Linked DNA regions of Mus musculus: region 1 is linked to region 2. Evidence: chromatin contacts called from public promoter capture Hi-C data. All regions are on one chromosome and are shown on one strand. Each heading gives the region's core, a stretch centred on a gene start, on an enhancer-like site or on the middle of the called end of the contact. The rest is flanking DNA. Distances are from core to core; before and after follow the strand shown.

Region 1 (2,775 bases), core at 41-2,540, 400 kb before region 2:
GTGTGTCAATGAGGCCTCTCCAGCACTGGCATCAGCTAACTGCCGTACAGTTTCCCTAAAACTAGCAGCTGACAGCAGCTTTGTCCTAGTTTCCTGGGCCAGGGCCTCTCATAGAGCTGCAAGCAGTTGCGGCCTGCCTGCCTGGGAAGGACCGGCTTCCTGCCTTTTCACATGGCGGCTCATACACTAAGGTTTCAGCTCCTTACCACAGACGCTTCTGCACAGGGCACCTACTAACCATTGTGTACACGGTAAGGCAGTGCTAGAGAACACATGAGGCAGTGTCTCACTGCCTATTTACAGGCCCAGGCAACTCATCCTTTTTGCTGTGTTCTGTTTAAAACAAGTCGGGAGGCCTGCTGACTTTTTAGCAGCCTACTTCATAAACACTGACCTACATATCCGCATAAGACCCTGGCTACAGAGTGAGTTAGAAGCCAGCCTGGGTTCCATGAGACCCGGTCTCAAAAGGATGTTGATTCCCTAAGTATGGAGTGGCTGGCAGGCGAGTAGCGTGTTGCGGAGGGGTTAGTGAGCTGTGCGGGAGGAAGTGGTTCCGTGAGGTCTCTCAGACTAGGATGCTTAGAATAGGCGCATGCGATGCAAATGCTGTCTCCACTTCTGAAAATAAAGCCCCTTGTGACAAGCTTCTAGGTGCAGCCATACTGAAGTATTCTAGTTTCCCCTTTGATGTCTCTTGGTGTGCTTTGTTATAATAGTCATTACAATGAGATGGAGTATGACTGCCACCAAGATGTAGGCAGCTCCCCCTCTTAGAATTGGCCTGTTCCCACGTAAGCTTAATGAATTGGTCAGGATCTAGCCGTGAGCTCAGGGCTGTACACTGCTGCCTGCACCACCACCACGTTTCCTGACCTCTGCTCTCCCTTTCCTTGGAAATTCTTACTGGATTCATCTAGCTGCATTTCCCTTCCTGGGTCTCCAAGTGATCTCAGGCTCTCTGTACTGACATTCTTAGGTATCCACTAAACCAGCAGTTAGTCTCCTGAGTCTGAAACTGCTTTGGCTTAGGCTAATCCAGCTTTGAACTAAAGAAAACTTAAGTTTAATCATCAAGGGACTTCTTGTTTCAAGATGGGGTCAGTGTAGCTCTGGCTGGCCAAGAACTTGCTATGTAGATCATGCTGGCTCTAGATTCTGAAATCTGCCGCCTGCCTTTGCTCCAGGACTGAGATTTCACAATATTCACCTCCAGGAATGCTCCTTATCTGTCTTATGTGTGTCTGTGCGGAGTCACAGGCAGCTGTGAACTGCTGATAGGAGTTCTGGGGAGCAGCCTGGGTGTCCTCTGCAGGAGCAGTCACACTCCTACCGCTGAGCTCTCTCGAGGCCCCAGGAGTCTTTAACGTTGTTACAGGAACACTGCACAGATTGCTGTTAAAGCAGTAAAGTTGGGGAGGAGCATGCTCTCTGTGCTGTGTACAGTTGAAATGGAGAGAGGATCTTAAAAGATGAGCACACCAGAGGCCAAGACTAAGCAGTGGACAAAGACCACAAAGGACCGCAGTGCCACCCTGACATTTATAGGTTAGAAGCTACAATGTGATTCTATCAACCGCTGTGTTCTGTGTGTTGACCCTAATTGGTAAAGCAGTTAAATGCTCTGTGCCAAACCCTGAATATGACCTGCTATGATGCTACATACTGGAAATCTGGATGCTACACCATGGAATCCCTGCCTAGACTGCTGCTCATACTGGCCAAACCTGCACTCACTAACTATAAATGTTCCGACTTTACAGCTTTCAGAAGTGCACAGGTTCTAAGAAGGTAGATAGCTACACTCACATCCAGGTTTAAAGTCAGATGCTATTTGGTGCAACTCCCATCCATACCCCACTCCAGCTTATCCAAGGCGTCATAACCGAGAACCTTTGCCAGTTCAGCTAGTGATGGTGCCATCTAGTGGTGAGTTTCTGTTACAGGTACTACATGTTTGAGTAAAAAGCCTTATTAGCTTAGCCCCTGTGCCAAATCAGTCTTTTTTTTTTTTTTTTTTTTTTTTTAAGATCATATTAAAGGCAGGTTTATTGGGAATTGAGGCCAGGAGGAGTTGCCATTGGGAGGGATGGGGGACAGAGAAAGAGAGAAAGGGTATGAGCATAGAGAAAAGAGAGAGAGGAAAAGTGCCAAATCAGTCTTTGTCATGCTTAATAAAGTTTCTTGTTCCCGTAACAAAATGCTATTTCTTAAACATCCATCAGTCATGGATTAGTATGCAGGGTTTCTTTTTAAACTGCAATACAAAGGGACCAAGAAATAAAACTGACCTGGTAGTTTAGTTTGCCATCAAGCATGAAGCCTCAAGTTCAGTAGCCAGCACTGATTTCATGTGGTGGCCCATGGAATACCAGCATTCCTGGAGGTGGTAGCAAGAAGACTTAAGGCCACCCTAGGTTACATGAGACCCCATCTCAAAATAAGCGGGTGCGGAGATGGCTTGATTAGGAGTGTGTCCTGTACAGAGTTAAGATCCCAGCATCTGCCGGGCAGTGGTGCTGCACGCCTTTAATCCCAGCACTCAGGAGGCAGGCAAAGTTTGAGTCCAGCCTGGTATACAGAGGGAGCTCCAGGGAAGCCAGGGCTGTACAGAGAAACTCTCTCAAAAGAACAGATCGGGGCTGGGTATGGTGGCGCACGCCTTTAATCCCAGCACTCAGGAGGCAGAGGCAGGCAGATTTCTGAGTTCCAGGACAGCTAGGGCTACACAGAGAAACCCTGTCTTGAAAAACCAAAAAAAAAAAAAAAACAAAC
Region 2 (2,831 bases), core at 95-2,594:
GACAAGCAGTGACCACAGCATTCCTGCCGCACACTGTGGTATGGGCACGCCCTCCTTACCTCTTAGCACTATCCTGAAAAGAACTCCAAATTTGTTTTTTGTTTTTTTAAAGTGTCACTTTTATTTTAGAAAACATTAATATTTCCAAAATTGCTATTGCCTTCTCAACAACAGACAGGGATTTGGATACACAACGTATATTATATCCGTGAATTCACTAGTATGCATTTCTTTCTTTTTTTTAGTTACCCTTTCTTCTTCTCCTTTCTAAGCGTTACAGTACCTCCTCATACATTTGTTTACACATATACATGTATACATTACATATACATGTATATATTACATATACATATACGTGTATACATTACATATACATGTATACATTACATACACATATACATGTATATATTATATACACATATACATGTATACATTACATATACATGTATACACTATAGGCTAGGATTCACATGCGAGGAAATGTAGGGTTTCTTTCTGAAATTGGATGACCTCAGTTAGCTTTATATATTCTAAATCCATCCAAAATTTTCCTGCAAATTTTGTGATTTCATTTTTCTTTGAATCTAGAAATGAAATCACCCTCCCCCATCCTGTGTGTGTGTGTGTGTGTGTGTGTGTGTGTGTGTGAGTGTACACCAGATTTTCATTACTCATTCACCTGCTGATGGACAATTCATTTGCTCCATCTCCTCAGGACAGAGAAGATAACAGCAAGAGACAAAAAATTTGTTGTTGTTGCTTTGAGACCTGTGACCTGAGCCTCCTTGTCAACTCTCATGCTTTAAAACAACAATTTTGAAATTTCTATGAATACTCACTTATTGTGCCCTATTCTCAAAGAGCAGCAAGCCAGGGATTTCAAAGTATCGAAACTCGCTTCTTTTCCACTTAAGGTGTAATTCTAAAATGTTTCATTGTTGCATAGAAAATGTAACAGAAACTGGTCGGACAGGTATACAGTGTATGAGATGGGTCTCAGGGAGATTTCTCAGGAGGCAGGATTAGGATGGGCAGAAGGAGGGAAGTAGAATCAGGTGACACTGAGACATCTGAGGGGACTGAGATTCTCCAGGGAACGGAGGGAAACGTGGGAGTCACCTCCACACAGAGCAAAGGCAGAACTAGAAGGCTGATCTTTGGGGGTCACTGATGCTAATTAGTAAGAGAGGAGCTAAGGATGGGAAAATGTAGAGGGTGTGGTGCAGGATGGAGTTATGAAGGAGGGGTGTGGCCTTGCAGGGTAAGAGAAAGGGGCGTGGCCGAGGTGTGTACCATCCCTAGTAGTCACACAGACTAGAAGCCAAAAATACATTCTTGGCAACTAGGAACTGATGGGTAATTTTACCATGGCAACCACACTGGCACACTTCTCACTCGCAGGCTACATATGGAGAGTTCATTAGCAGAGTCCCTGACTATTCACAAAACTTTAAACTTAGAATGCCTAACATCTGAAATTAGCTGAGTCCAGCACCATTCCACCCTGAACGTGCCTGATCTCACCTGAAGCAGGCTGATCAAACACCAAAAGGCTATGCCCTACGTCAGTCAGTGAGTCAGCGACCATGTTTCCTGCACTAGTAAAACAAGGATCCTGAAGTGAGCTGAAACGACTTAAAGTGTCAGGGTGTCAGTGTGCAAGAGGTTCCATTCAGATGTCAGGGTGTCAGTGTGCAAGAGGTTCCGTTCAGATGTCAGGGTGTCAGTGTGCAAGAGGTTCCGTTCAGATGTCAGGGTGTCAGTGTGCAAGAGGTTCCGTTCAGGGTCAGGCTTCGGCAGGACAGAGGATGGAAACTGAGCGAGCAGAAGCTATTTGTCCGCCGCTCCATGCCCACCCAGTGATCTCACTGTGCAGGAATTTTCTTCCTTTCAGGAATTGAGTTTATTTCAGTTGTCTACTCTCTCTTGTGATCAGTAAAACACACTACTGGCTTTTAAAAATCTTAAGACTTATTGCATAAAGCAGAATGACTGTGAGCCAAACGGACAACGGGGAATTATGACATATCTAGCAACATCTCCCGAAGGATAAGAAATGACCTTCCTTTTCCTAAGCGTTCCCAAATTCAACTCTTACTTCATGGTTTTATTACATATCTAGGCTATTCAGTTATGTGCAAAAATGCTAGAAAAGACAATTACTCTCTTCCGAAGTGAATGTCATATATCCAAAAGTTAAGACAGGGCTGGGGATGTAGGTCAGTTGCTATTGCGCTTGTCCTGCATACAGGGAACCCACGTTCCATAAAATCAGGCATAGTAGCACACATCTCCAACCCTAAACTTGGGATGTAAAGGCAGGAGGACCAGATGCTTAAGTTCACCCTTCGCTATAGAGCTGTGGTTCTCAACCCTTCGAATGCTGTGGCCCCTTAATAGAGTTCCTTATGGTGTGGTGACCCCCAACCATAAAATTACTTTCATTGTTAGTCATAACTGTAATTCTACTGTTATGAATCATAAGTATCTGATATGCAGATGGTCTTAGATGGCTTCCGTGAAAGCGTCATTTGAACCTCAAGGGTGTCATAACCCATAGGTCGAGAACTGCTGCTATAAAGCAAGTTTGGGGCCAGCCTGGGAAACATAAGAATGAATCTAAACACACACACACACACACACACACACACACACACACACACACACACGAACACACACACAGGAACACACACTACCACCACCACCACCATAAAAGTCAGGCGAGATGATGTAAACCAAGAAGGAAAACGGGTCACAAATTCAGTAATAGATATGCTTTCAGAGATCATAAAAATGATTATTTTCTTCAACTCTTGAGGAAAAAAAAAATG

What was found. Capture Hi-C pulls out chosen DNA fragments and counts their contacts.
Region 1: a promoter capture Hi-C map of adipose tissue shows a contact between it and region 2. The contact joins two enhancer-like sites. A contact is called at or near these places in 4 of 15 datasets of contacts at CTCF or cohesin (the NIH/3T3 cell line, embryonic stem cells, large pre-B cells and 1 more), 5 of 484 Hi-C or Micro-C datasets (all in embryonic stem cells), 11 of 115 datasets of contacts at active chromatin or transcription factors (craniofacial prominence, embryonic basal ganglia, embryonic forebrain and 8 more) and 2 of 9 other capture datasets (adipose tissue and liver).

What each region holds. Positions count from the first base shown.
Region 1 is chr10:4,404,221-4,406,995 of GRCm38.p6, reverse strand. All of the region lies in intron 11 of Rmnd1 (required for meiotic nuclear division 1 homolog), which reads left to right. Among named protein-coding and RNA genes, the nearest start is that of Zbtb2, 18 kb to the right of the region's middle. Within about 2 kb of position 1,290, at least 34 of the 459 cell types and tissues checked have an H3K27ac peak or open chromatin away from gene starts, as enhancers often do. A contact at or near this core is called in adipose tissue, where this site is marked.
Region 2 is chr10:4,001,369-4,004,199 of GRCm38.p6, reverse strand. The region is part of intron 7 of Mthfd1l (methylenetetrahydrofolate dehydrogenase (NADP+ dependent) 1-like); the gene reads right to left. Among named protein-coding and RNA genes, the nearest start is that of Mthfd1l, 30 kb to the right of the region's middle. Within about 2 kb of position 1,344, at least 16 of the 459 cell types and tissues checked have an H3K27ac peak or open chromatin away from gene starts, as enhancers often do. A contact at or near this core is called in adipose tissue, where this site is marked.